2 separate regions of the Sus scrofa genome follow, and region 2 is linked to region 1. A link is a contact called in public Hi-C data. All regions are on one chromosome and are shown on one strand. The core of a region is the stretch at or near the end of the contact, and the rest is flanking DNA. Distances in the headings are between cores, read along the strand shown. Region 1 overlaps LAMA4 (laminin subunit alpha-4). Region 2 has its middle 40 kb from the start of RFPL4B.

Region 1 (6,331 bases), core at 2,881-5,380:
GCTTATTATGTACAAAACAGCTATGTGAGCAGTAGTAGATAAAAGATGGAAAACACTTAGAAATTAGTAACACAGGAAGGAACATATAACAGGACAGAAAATTAAATACCATCCAGCAGCCGTAGTAAGTTTTCTCAGCAATGTAGATTAAGAATATGCAGAAGCTTTGTACTGAAAATAAATTATGGAAATGGCATTTCATAGTCAGAATGATAATTGTCAAATTTTAGTTTTGGAAGAGGTCTAAGAGATCAATTCCCTTTGTCTCTAGATTAGTATGCTATATATATTATTGAGCCCGTTCAGTATACTTCATCATCAGAATTAAGATGAGCGAACAGGAGAAAATATAAGGGGTAGTAACATCTATTTCTTCTGTTCATCTTGGATACTAGTTTTAGAACATGGATTTTGATCCTGCCCATGCTTACCACCCTTTGGTTCATGGGGTAGATTAATTCTAGAGGAAATAGTTCATATAGAAATTATGGACTGCATAATTCACCTCAAAATTTATTGTAGGTAGTGACAATAAAGTGCCCCAGAATCCTAAGTAATTGATTAACAATAAAATCAACACATGATTTTCAGAGCAAACATTCCTCAGGTTGAAAGCTTGACTACATACAGGATAATACAGGATTTTCAGTAGAGGAATGAAGGGTCATTAACTCAAAAAATTCTAATTTTGATTTTTAAATGCCATATAGTAAAGTTGTCTTTTGTCATATAGTTCATTGAATTTTAGTGTATTAACTTTTTATTCATAGAAATGTGTTAACCAGGGTTCTGTCTGGTTGGGATTCCAAGAGATTTCAGTGCATATAGGGGTTTAATTTATGCCTAATTGCCTTTAGTTATTCTTTTTTAAGCCCCACTTTCTGATGTGATTTTAGTAGAATTAATCTTGAACAGCTCAAAACGATGTGATTAATTACATTTAGCTTAACTTATAATTGCTTTTGTTTTAGGCTTGCTGGCATGATTTCTAGGTGGAATTTAAAAGCTGCAGTGGTGTAGTGGGCTGGGGGGTAGGTGCCCCCTGGCTTTGCTAGTTCAAGTGTGCTGGCTCATTAGCTAAAATTTGCTATTCATTATATGTTTCAGGCAGTTGGCTTCAGTTATATCTTGCCCACCCAGGCTGTGGAGCTTAGCAGTTCCTATAGTGAGAGATGATGGCAGTGTGTGTAATAGTGGGATAAGGCTCTGAAAACAAACACAAATGAGACAGACAAATATTTGTTTAAACGGTATAGTAAGCACTTTGGGTGCAAAGTAAAGAACAAATACTGTAACTTCCTTGAGGGAGGCCATGCTGATTTTGTCCATCTCCGGGAGCAAGGGAACTATTTAGCTTCCACGATATTCTGTGGGATGTGCTACAAAACTGGTATGCATAGTACATCCTGTGTGACAGGGGCTGTAAGAAGTCTGAGCTGGATCCTAAACTTGGTCAATAGGAGTAAAGTTGGGGGAGGAGTGGGACAAGCTGTTCCTTGAAAAGGTACAGGGAGGGAGAGAAGAAAGAAAAACATTTTCCAGAAACTGAGGCCCTGTGCACTTGTGTAAAGGCCTGGAACAAAGAGACCATCATCGAATATTCAGAGAACTGCAAGGCCCAGAAGGTTCAGGGCCGGGGCCGGAGGAGGGGGGTTACCTTAGAGGCAGGGGTAAGGAGGGGCCAGAAGATCAGGACCATGTATGCTAGGCTGAATTTGATCCTGCAGGCCCCTGAGAACCTGTACATATTTTAAACTCAGTCGTGATTTCCAGGAAGAAAGCAATGTGCAAAAATGGAAGAAGTGATGAGGCATACCTTCCACACTGTACCTGCACCAAGTCCAGAACTGAAGCCAAGGGCAGGAGACGACTGAGGAATGGAGGTGCAGGTGGAGAGTGGAAGGAAAGGAGAGGAAGGGCTGCTTTCTGAGAGTCACAAATATTTCATAAGTGTGACTGTTACTGTCTATACTTGAGTTTGAAAAATTCACATTACAAAGCAGAGTGGTGCTTGGTTTTTTACTATTTTGCAGGTATCCAAGAGTGGACAGATGCTTAAACTCTCTCACTCTCTTAATTAAAGCATTATTTGTGTTTACGTGGGTCAGTCTAAAATGGTCTAGTTAGGAGGCAAGGAAAAACCATGGTAAGTCTTTCCTTAAAATCTCCACTGAATTCCAGATGTACAAGCTTGATTTTCCTTCCTGCTAGCTTTATTATTCAGTTTTTCCAAGTTAATGAAGTGTGTGAAACAAACACTTTCAACATAAGGTCATGGTCCCTGCTTCAGAGGTTTAAACAAATTGTGGGGAGTCCAGAAGTGTCCTGTCACCATCCTGAATTATACACCATTCTTGGCAGATGACAACAGTGATGTTACTGATGATGTTTATAGAACTGCAGCTGGGATCCTCTCTTAGGGAATGTCACTACCTAAGAACAACAGAACTTATGGTCTGCAGCTGTTTTCACACTTCAGATTGGTCCTGGATGGAAAGAACTGTGTATTCTCTCTTAGGATGGAAGGAGAACAATTATTAGCAATCTTTCAGTCCTCCAAGGTTCTCAGATCCTAGAGCAGTATTGGTAAATAAGTTTTCTTTGTGTTAGAGATAAAATAGAGCAGATGTTTCACTGTGGGTATGTGAGGAGGGCATATAAAGGGAAAAGAGAAAAAATTAAGCATATATGGCACAGGGAGAGTAGTTTCTACTGGTCAGAATGCTGGGGTATAGTTCTTATGTGTTACTTTGTTTTGATTCTTGGATAAGTTTTAACAATTGTCAGTATACTTTTTCCTATGAAAGGACATTGTGTGTAAAATCCTTTGGTTATTAGGTGAATTATGAAAACATATAGCTAAGTTCTTAATACTATAATAACAATTATGAGAACTTACTGTTTCTTTGGGGGAAACTTGTCACTTATGGTAACTCTTACCTGGAACACCTCCAACAAACACAGGCTCCCTGTGATCAACTGGTTTTGGATTCAGAGGTCCAACCACGTGGTTCACTTCAGAGTCTACATCCAACTGAACCACATTTGAATCTCTAATAACTGAAATACAGGGAAAAGAGTGTCATAAGTGGCACTGGAGTGATTAATTTTCACATGAAAGGGAATGATTTATTATAGAAATGGCTTTTATTTATTCCAGAATAAATCCCACACTTTCTTCTAATCATTGTAAACTCAATGTTAACCAAACAATCACTGTAACATTTTCCTTTGAAAGGGAGAATATTTAGGAGAGTCTTTCTGCTACATTTTTTTGCTCCATAAGCTATGCATTATTCAAACAACTCCCTAAGACTATTTTGGCAGCACTGATATTTTCAAATCACATGTAGATTTAACATACACATTTTAGTACAGTAACATTTGATATGCTTTTCTTGACCACTTTTAGACTGTCATCTATCACCTATTCTGTCATATAAGGTACAGTTTAAGTTATGCCAAGCCATCATTCCAAAGGTGGGTGTGAGGGCTGACTATAAATGAAACCCAGGACACTACACTCAGCTTTTCTCACCTGTAATTCTGTGCCAACGGCCATCACAGAGACTTTGCTTGGGTGCCACTGAAGTGGAAAAGTCTCTGATGCCATTGTTGACTTTCACTATGACCTGCAAAAGACAGAGCACATTACAGAATTTCATTTCATTTCTCCTCATTGTGATAAAACAAAATTTCTTAAAATCACCACAAGGAAGCAGTACTTTAACATCCAGACATGATTAGCTTTGCAATTTGAACACAAGGGGTCACTCTTGAGTAGGCTATCCAAAGTGTTTGTGTTTTTTCATTTTCGGCTACCCCACGGCGTATCATATCGAGCTCCCAGGACATGGATCAGATCCAAGCTATGGTCTCAACCTAAGCCACAGCTGTGGTAATGCCGGATCTTTAACCCACTGTGCTGGGCCGGGGATCAAACCTCTGCCCCAGCGCTTCCAAGACACTGACGATCCTGTTGTGCCACAGTGGGAGCTCCTAGAAAGTTTAAACTATTTCTCAGAGAGAGAATGAAATAATGACACAAGAAAGAGGAGGGGGCAGAGGAACAGTAAGATAAAGGAATGAATTTCTTTCATCTTAAAGATGGAATGTATCATACCAAGCAGGTTCAAGTACTGATGAAAAACATGGACTCTGGAACCAGTCTGCCTGGGCTCATATCCCAGGGCCCCCACTTACTCACTCTGTGCCCTATTTTCTCGTTTGTAAATAAAAGTGAAAATTATAATACCTACTTTGAGGAGCAACTTTATATGGATCAACTCATAAAGCATTTAGAATAGTTTCTGATACACAGTAAACATAGTATAGGGGTTTGTTTTATTCTTACATGGTTTAATAGAATATACTGGAACTCAAATAAAAATAGTTATATTAAGTTAGTGACTTCATTGAAAATGTTATTTTTTCCTTCACATTTATTTGAATACTTTCATGAATGTTTTTTAGTAATATTATTTAAGGATGAAAGTAATATTTAATTAGAATTTTTAAATTTTTAGCAGTTGAAAATATGTATGTGTATGTTATTATATACATTACATAAAGCATATACAATATATATATAATTACATATACACATCTGGTATACACATTATAGACAGGAAGATAGATGTTTTAGTATTTACTGGTTTTGAGAGCTGAATATGTTTGCTGCTTCCACTTCTAAAAGTTCTCTTCCAATTCTTTTGTTGAAATCCTTTAATTATTAGTAACCTTTTTTTAAGCTTTGCCATATTTTCTTGGCTCCCTGCTCTAATCAAGTCAATTTCCAGCATATGAATCTGAATCCAAATATTATCTGCATTTAAATTTAATGTATAGCTTCCTTATAACATTTTTGTTCCCCCTCCCCCCGTTAGGAAAGTTTGATGAAATAATTCTGTGAAACTGGAGTTCCCACCATGGTGTAACAGAAATGAATCTGACTAGAAACCATGAGGATGAGGGTTTGATCCCTGGCCTTGCTCAGTAGGTTAAGGATCCAGCGTTGCCGTGAGCCGTGGTGTAGGTTGTGAATGTGGTTTGGATCTGGTGTGGCTGTGGTTGTGGTGTAGGCCAGCATCTGTAGCTCCAATTTTTCCCCTAGCCTGGGAACCTCCATATGCTGCAGGTGCGGCCCTAAAAAGCAGAAAAAAAGAAAGAAAAAAGAAATAATTCTGTGAAATAAACCTGCTCCGGGTCTAGAATCCAAGATCATAGGAAACAGACAAAGTAATTTCTAACACACTACCTGCCCATTTTTCATGTGAACATTTAGGTACTCCCCGTTGACACTGTGGCCATGAACAAAGATTCCAGAACTGCTTCTGGGACGGACTTCAAATGCAATCTCAAATTTCAATCCAATATTGAAAGACTCATCTGTGGAGAGAAACACTATTAGTTCTTAAGAACAGCAATCCAAAATTTTTAACCATGGTGTGATTTTGTAATTGCTCATTTTTTGAAAGTTTGATGAAATTTTCAGTAGTTAAGTAGGAAGTATCATTTTCCATGTCAAACACACCATGGAAAGCTTTGTGGGGGTCTGAGATAACTGGTATATCACTCCTTTTGTGGGGCATGGTTTGGGAACAGCATGGCTATGGGAACTCGGGGGATGAGAAATTGATTCCAAGTAGCAGGACCATTTTTTAAAATATTTCAAAAGTGAGAAGGTGGAAAGAGCAAATTGGGAAGAAAAAGTAGTCTGAACACAAGTACTGAGGCTGGATTAGGAGAGCAATGCAGAGGCCAGTTTGGCTGGACTGTCCCCTGCAAGTGTAGAGGGAGACATGGTGAGTGGGGAAGGCCAGTGGAAGCCACACTGGGAAGAGCCCTAGGGATCCGGTATGGATGGTAGACTTCGCTTTGCAATCACTGAGCAAGGGAGCTGACTTGATCAGATCTGTATTTAAAATAATACTTAGGAAAGGTAACTCATGCCAGTGCTGCAGCACATTTGGGAGGAAGGAGAAAGATCAGCAAAAACAGTTAGGAGCTGCTATTGCAGTGATGCAAGAAAATGAATTTTCCTTTAGAATAGCTCTGTTCACTCCAAAAGACTCATTGCAAACCGGGGCATCTTAATAATATTCACTTGACATGTCTCCTTATAAATCACTTTTTAATTTTTCCTGCTATTAGTTAACGTTTACTGAGAACATAAATTGTGCAGGTTGCTATGCTTTTGGAACTGTCTGAGCCTTTGAGTTCTTATCATCAAAATTCAATGAAGGGCTGAGAAGTGTGCCTACGGGTGTTTTGGTAGGGATAAAGAAGGAGAAAGAAGAGAAAAATCATGAGGTTGACAAGGAGAGGAAAT
Region 2 (7,066 bases), core at 4,204-6,703, 200 kb after region 1:
TCATTGGAGGTCACCTTGGGTTGTGTCCATCATACTTTCAGAAAGTTCTACCCCTGGATCCTGAGTTTCATGGACTTTGGACCCACCATCAGAGGGGAGCACAATTCTCAGCACAAACTCAGCTTCCTGTCTGTCTTCCCACCAAAGTGGCCTGCTGGCTTCTCTTTCCTTCAAGAATTCCTGGGCAGGAGTTGGAAACATTTCCACGTGTGTTCCACCGCCAGGCCGATGTGTGATTACCTTTAGCAGTTGCTTTAAAACCCATTCTTTTTTTGGACTTGAAGTTAAAGAAGTTTAAACTGACCTCGCATCTCTGCCCTTTAGGTGGAAAAAGAACTGGTTGTCAAAGCATAAATTTCTCCAAAGAATTCCCCTCAAGCTTTCTTTTTTATTATTATTTCTAAAAATTATTTTTATTTTTTTCTATTATAGCTGGTTTACAGTGTTCTGTCAGGTTTTTACTGTATAGCAAGGTGACCCAGTCACACATACATATATATATTCTTTTCTCTCACATTAACATACTCCACCATAAGTGATTAGATATAGTTCCCAGTGCTATACAGCAGAATCTCATGGCTTATTCATTCCAAAGGCAATAGTTTGCATCCATTAACCCCAAATTCCCAGTCTATCCCACTCCCTCCCCCTCCCCCTTGGCAACCACAAGTCTGTCCTCCATGCCATGAGTTTCTTTTCTGTGGAAAGTTCATTTGTGCCATATATTAGATTCCAGATATAAATGATATCATATGGTATTTGTCTTTCTCTTTGTGGCTGACTTTACTTAGTATGAGAGTCTCTAGTTCCATCCATGTTACTGCAAATGGCATTATTTTGTTCTTTTCTATGGCTGAGTAGTATTCCATTGTGTATATGTACCATATATTCTTAATCCACTCATCTGTTGATGGACATTTAGGTTGTTCCCCTCAAACTTTCTATCTTCTTCATAATCTGACTTCTTTACATAAATTTAATTTATAGTTTTTGTAGGACTAGTTAATTGTTAGAATGTCTACCTCTATGATTTGGATTTGAAGGAAGATATGATCAAAATGTCACTTTCCTTTGGGCTTTGTCCTTTCATACTGGAGGACCAAACAAATGAATTTTTTTTTTTTTTTAGGGTGACACTGGTGGCATATGGAGGTTCCCAAGCTAGGGGTGGTATTCAGAGTTCTAGTCGCCAGCTTACACCACAGCCATAGCAACACCAGATCTGAGCTGCGTCTGTGACCTACACCACAGTTCATGATGGCAATGCCAGATTCTTAACCCACTGAGTGAGGCCAGGAATCGAACCCACAAGCTCATGGATGCTAGTCGGATTCATTTCCACTAAGCCACAACGGGAACTCCAGGATTTTTTTTTTGTTGTTGTTGTTGTTTTTTGCCATTTCTTGGGCTGTTCCCATGGTATATGGAGGTTCCCAGGCTAGGGGTCTAATCAGAGCTGTAGCTGCTGGCCTACGCCAGAGCCACAGCAACACAGGATCCGAGCCGTGTCTGCGACCTACACCACAGCTCATGGCAACGCCGGATCGTTAACCCACTGAGCAAGGCCAGGGATCGAACCCGCAACCTCATGGTTCCTAGTCGGATTCGTTAACCACTTAGCCATGACGGGAACTCCTTTTTTTTTTTTTTCCAGGAATTTTTATTCTTCAATTACTCATCTGCTAATCAAGCACTGCTAAGTGAGCAGAGCAATGCTTTAGAAATTAAGAAATGAAAACTCTTGGTAAAATGAGACCCTCTAAGGAAACATGCTTAAAAGCGTTAGTTGTGGAGTTCCTGTCATGGCTCAATGGTTAACGAATCCAACTGGGATCCATGAGGTTGCGGGTTTGATCCCTGGCCTCGCTCAGTGGGTTAAGGATCTGGCATTGCCATGAGCTGTGGTGTAGGTTGCAGATGCAGCTTGGATCCCAATTTGCTATGGCTGTGGTGTAGGCCAGCAGCTACAGCTCCGATTTGATTCCTAGCCTGGGAACCTCCATATGCCACAGATGTGGCCCTAGAAAAGACAAAAAGACAAAAAAAAAAAAAAAAAAAATGTTAGTTGTGATGAGCCTGTGTGCCCTCATTGAACCTTCCAAATTTTGAATCAAACACTCTGGATTATTTCTCTTTCAAAGTTACTATTCAGTCTCAGCTAAGAATTTATTTGTTGAACACAAGCTATGTTGCTGCTGTGTGTTTAAAATGGTTTAATATTGAACTGTTAATTGCACGTTTGTCATTCTTGGGAGCCAGTGCTCATTATGGTGGGATACATTCTGTCTAAAATGTACACTGATCTCCCTCATTATTCCTAATCTTCCCCATTAATATCCTAGGTACATGTATGTATACATATGGAGAGAGAGAGACAGAAAGGGAGAGGTGGGCGGGGGAGAGAGAGAGATTGGCCATATAAATCTTGTAGTATAGGAAATAAAAGCAGCCTTGAAGTGCTGAAAGCAATGTTCATTACTGGGAACCAACTGGCCATTGTGGCATGAGGCAACTCATTTCAGCAACCATGAGGGTTAGGCCAAAGTCACAGCAGGGATAGTCTCCATAATAAGCAGCCAGAATTGTTACCATTCAGGCTGAGCAGCCTGCTGCTCCAGGGAACTCTCTTTGAGCTGAACATACCATATCTGAGACAAATTTGAAAGCAGCAGCAGCTCTTACTGTTCAACTTGATTGTCTATAGCAGATTGAGCCAGGCCATTTTGGAAATGCCCAACTCTTAAATTAGTTTTGGTAGATAATAGGAGATTCCCACGGTTTGATGCTCTTTTCTCATCACCTTGATATGAAGCGATGATGAAAGAAATTTACAAGGAGATCCTGCTGAATAGCATTGAGAACTTTGTCTAGATACTCATATTGCAACAGAAGAAAGGGTGGGGGAAAAATGTAATTGTAATGTATACATGTAAGGATAACCTGACCCCCTTGCTGTACAGTGGGAAAATAAAAAAAAAAAAAAAAAGAAATTCTCAAACAAAATTTTGAGTCACATATAGATGATCATTGACATTTATTACTAAGCAGGTCCAGGCCAGCTTATCCTACTCTTTAAGGCTGAGGAGGTCCTAGCTCTCTGACGTTAAGTGGTTTAACTACCCATCACATGGAAGGTTTAATTGAGGCAGACACACTGATTTCCTGGTGGCAGGATTCTGTTATCCCAATAGGTTATGTCAGGCAAACAGAAGTCTTGTGAACTTTCAGCTGATATAGGACACAGGGCAACAGTCTACAGATCAGGTTAAGTTTTTATTATAGGCGGAGAGTCTCTTGAAACTTATTTCATCTTCTCTGTATATCTAGGTTGCCATTAGTTTCACCACTGAAAGCCCATTCCTAATATTCATTACACTAATTTCCTAAGTCTCTGGTGTGGCTGGAGAAAAGGAGGCTTGTTCTAGCCTCCTCTGGAGTGTGGATTTACACTTAACCACTAAGTAGCTTACTGACAATCCCGGTGGTAGGAATTTCTGCTTAGGACAACGCGCTACGCCTAAGGCTTTACTTTAACACTCGCTGTTTGTACTGAAGTATTTTAAAGTGAAACACAGACATTGTAATGATGTCCATTAGTTGGATTACACACAGTTGCATTTTCTACCAAATACCGTTCTCCTGGAGCAGGCAAGCACTTATTCTTGAGAACAGAACACTCCAGGGAACGAGAGTGCATTCATCTCTCACAGTGGAGCTTGATGTTTCAGCTGGGGACCAAAGGGGAACATAAATTTTTTTGTTTCATTTCATCCCTTGTCCATTTCTGAAATAAACTTGGCAAACAGACTGCAGATTCCTGGTTATCACTAAGCTGCCCCAAACCATGGGAAACTCTTCATCTTTTCATAGTGGCACTAGCAGAAAATTGATGTCTTATTCGTGGCATTATTTCAAGCCTAATGCCATCTCTCAAGTAGAGACACACTCTCTATTTAATGAGTCTATATCCCCAGGTTAGCTCTAGGGGAAGAAATTAGTCTCTCTCTCTTTGCCCCCACCTGCGTCTCTCTGTGTGTCTCTCAGTCTCTCCTCCTCTCTTCCTCCTACCTCCCTTTCCCTTTCCCCACTGCTTATCTTCTCTCTTCTACTTTCTGTGTTGTTATTTTTTGATCTTATGTCTAATGAAAGAATAGCTTGGTTCTTTGTATTAAACAGGACTGAGCTCATTCTACGAAGGAAGTTGGTTAAATTTTCATTATTCCAAGTCATAGGAAAGATCTAGGTTTCACAGCCTCTATTGTTTCTGCTGCATGCTTTAAATGTTATAAATCTAGAGATTATCCCCTGGCCAATAATGTTGTGTCTGAGCAGCTCTACCCCTCTGCTGAACCTTTTCTTTGTGCCTTTGTCTTTTTTCCTCAGGTGTCATGGGTCATTAGCTCCTGCGAGCAGGCACTTAAAACACCGAGCTTGCCTCTTTGGACATTTGTTTATTTTTCCATTCATCCATTAAATATTGACCTCTTGTCAAGGGGGAAGAAGACACACTTATAAATAAGGGAAATGCATCATCTGACCACAATGAGATACTTTGGTAGTGGTGCTTGAACATTTCTTTGGGACTCCTTAGCATGCAAAATGGAGCATCTGGAGAAGGGCATGTTAAATCCACTTCAGAATGCCATGGATTAAGACTATAAACCAAGGGGCTAGAATTAACCTTAGCTTCCCTTTCTTCCTGCTTTTTTTCCTTTCCTCCATTATTTACAAAAAAAAAAAAAAAACCTAAACAAACAAACAAAAACAAACCTAGATAGGGAACTGGACTAACATTTCAATTAAGTGAGGCAAGCAAGGATTTCCAAGCTGGTGCCAGCTCAAAATGGATTATATCAAAAGAGGGAAAGCCAACATCCCATCTGGAAAGCACCAAAGATCTTGGACCTAGCAGCATGGATCAGTGCAATAACAAGGATGAACAAAGCATTGAGAGTTTGGCCAAACCACAACATCTCTGCATTGTGCCTTTAGAGGAAAGTAAATAGAAAATCCTTCTGGCTCACAGAGAAGTTATACTGAGTCATGATTTACAACCCCTGCACAGAGCTCAGCACAGAGCAGGTGCTCACCAAATACTTGTTTGCTGAAGTAATGTTTGACTTGAATTGCCTCTAAAGCACCTTCATTTGACCCAGTGGTATTTATGGACCTCCTGGTCATAGCTCTGGCCTGGCTTTCTCAGAGTTGTATTTCCATGTAGGCAGACTCTCTAATCCCCAGTAAAATGAAAGATTGCATAAATATTCAGTAACTTGAAGATTTAAGTAAATGCTCAGTGTCCTACCTCTAAACATGTCTGCAAAGGATCTTGGTTTGTTCCTTGGAGATGAACCAAATGCTTTAGCTAATGGTGAAACAGTCTATCTCCCTTTGCTTGTATAGACCTTAAGTAAAAATAAATGTTTACTTAAGATGATCTCCAGCTTGATCTTTCTGAAGGCACAGGGAGCTTAAGTGTAGCTGTCTGTGGCTACAGGTTAGAATGTCTTGAGTATGTAGAACAGTGTTCTCAAGGAAAGTTCTTCCCCATTTCCTTGCTGGTTGTATTAATGCACTTTAGCATTTGCCCCAGTGTTCCACCAGTCAAATCTGTGAAGTAATGGATACTGTGGATAATGGGGAGTGAATTCTATTTTTTCTCTTAAAGAAACATAACACGCTGAAATGCTTGTAAGTGGCGAATGAGTTAGGCTCAGCATTCAGCACTGTGGCTAATCATATCAATTTGTAAAAAGCACATAGACGTAGTCACTGAGATAAACTGGTGGCTGTGCTTGCAAAATGTGTCTGATCCCTCTCATTTTCCTGGAGTCATCATCCTCAAAAGCTTTCAGGTTATGGGTAGGTAGGTAAGTTGACTTATCAGGAACCAGTGGAAAGAGCATGGTGTTGGTATTTAAAATCACAGCTCTTATTTGATATTGGGCAAACATCTTCCATTCTCTTGGTATTAATTTCTTAATCTTGTAACAGTGCAACATCAGGGCCTGGGTGCAATTTTCTGTTCTCCCATCCTCATCAGTGAGACCCAGAGCTGAGATCGTCCCCCAAGTTCTAAGCCCTGAGAATGGCAGCTACTGGGACCTGCTATTGCTTTGGAGGCTTTCCTGAGATGGATTATTCCAGCAAACCTGGTGTTACTGCTCCACTCTCTCTCATCCCCTGATGATGTAATAAAATTGAGAAGAAAAGCCTTTGTGGGTAGTGAAGGGGTCATTTCCTCTCTTCACCTCCTTTCCTGAAGGCAAGAGAAAGAGATCTAATGGAATCATTTCTGTCTTGGGAGGCAGCTAAAGAAAGGCAGACTGACACTTCATTCCCTGGTTGAATGTCTGCCTAGTTAGCAGAGTTGATGTACTACCACTGAGGGGCTAGGTGTGTGTGCGTGCACGTGCAGATGTGCAAGTACATGTACTTGCATGTTGGAGAAGGAACTCTCAGGTGGAGAGGTCACTTGAATTTCTAACCCTCCATTGACATGTGGTCCCTTTCAAGAGATACTGAAAAGTTTCTACATATACATGTTGCAGGGCTACTAAGTAGCCAAGGAAGTTAGAGTTTGGGAGCAAGTGTCTCTAGGGGAATCTCATATTGAGGAACGTAAGAATGTGACACAACAGTGCCAGCTGAGGCCAGCCAGAGATGTGGCCCAATTTCATAAGGAACTGCCAACACCTAGAGTTACAGCTTGGAGGGAGTGTTGGCGAGGGAAGCACGTTGGCACCAGAGACAAGCAGGGATGGGGGTTAAAGGGAGGTGTGCACCCTCCCTCTGTCCTGTCCCAACTCTAAAGAGGCAAGAGGAGGAAGGGGGCAGGCATCTGACAAAGGCACCCCCCCCCCTGGCTAAAGGAAGGGAGAAAGTTGTGACAAATAGGATATAACATTAGATATTAATCAAATTAGGTGACCAAAAGCATAAACTGGGGCTGTTATTGTTGGAGGGATGGCTTGGTCTAGCACAGTTGGGTGCCATTAGTGAAAGAAAGAAATGTGGTTTCAAAGTCACAGCCTAATGTATTGAGACTCTTCAATACCCCTCTTGC

What was found. A called contact is a pair of places that touch in the nucleus more often than the background predicts.
Region 2: a Hi-C map of fetal skeletal muscle shows a contact between it and region 1, with 2.3 times the contacts expected there. The contact joins two enhancer-like sites. A contact is called at or near these places in 1 of 5 promoter capture datasets (liver), 13 of 47 Hi-C or Micro-C datasets (brain, embryonic fibroblasts, epiblast stem cells and 7 more) and 1 of 2 datasets of contacts at active chromatin or transcription factors (skeletal muscle).

What each region holds. Positions count from the first base shown.
Region 1 is chr1:78,073,216-78,079,546 of Sscrofa11.1, forward strand. LAMA4 (laminin subunit alpha-4) reads right to left here. Exons shown (of 41, transcript XM_013992761.2): 38 at 5,258-5,388; 39 at 3,539-3,632; 40 at 2,941-3,060. Among named protein-coding and RNA genes, the nearest start is that of FAM229B, 28 kb to the left of the region's middle. Within about 2 kb of position 4,131, at least 6 of the 83 cell types and tissues checked have an H3K27ac peak or open chromatin away from gene starts, as enhancers often do. A contact at or near this core is called in fetal skeletal muscle and skeletal muscle, where this site is marked.
Region 2 is chr1:78,269,113-78,276,178 of Sscrofa11.1, forward strand. No RefSeq gene overlaps it. Among named protein-coding and RNA genes, the nearest start is that of RFPL4B, 40 kb to the right of the region's middle. Within about 2 kb of position 5,454, at least 13 of the 83 cell types and tissues checked have an H3K27ac peak or open chromatin away from gene starts, as enhancers often do. A contact at or near this core is called in fetal skeletal muscle and skeletal muscle, where this site is marked.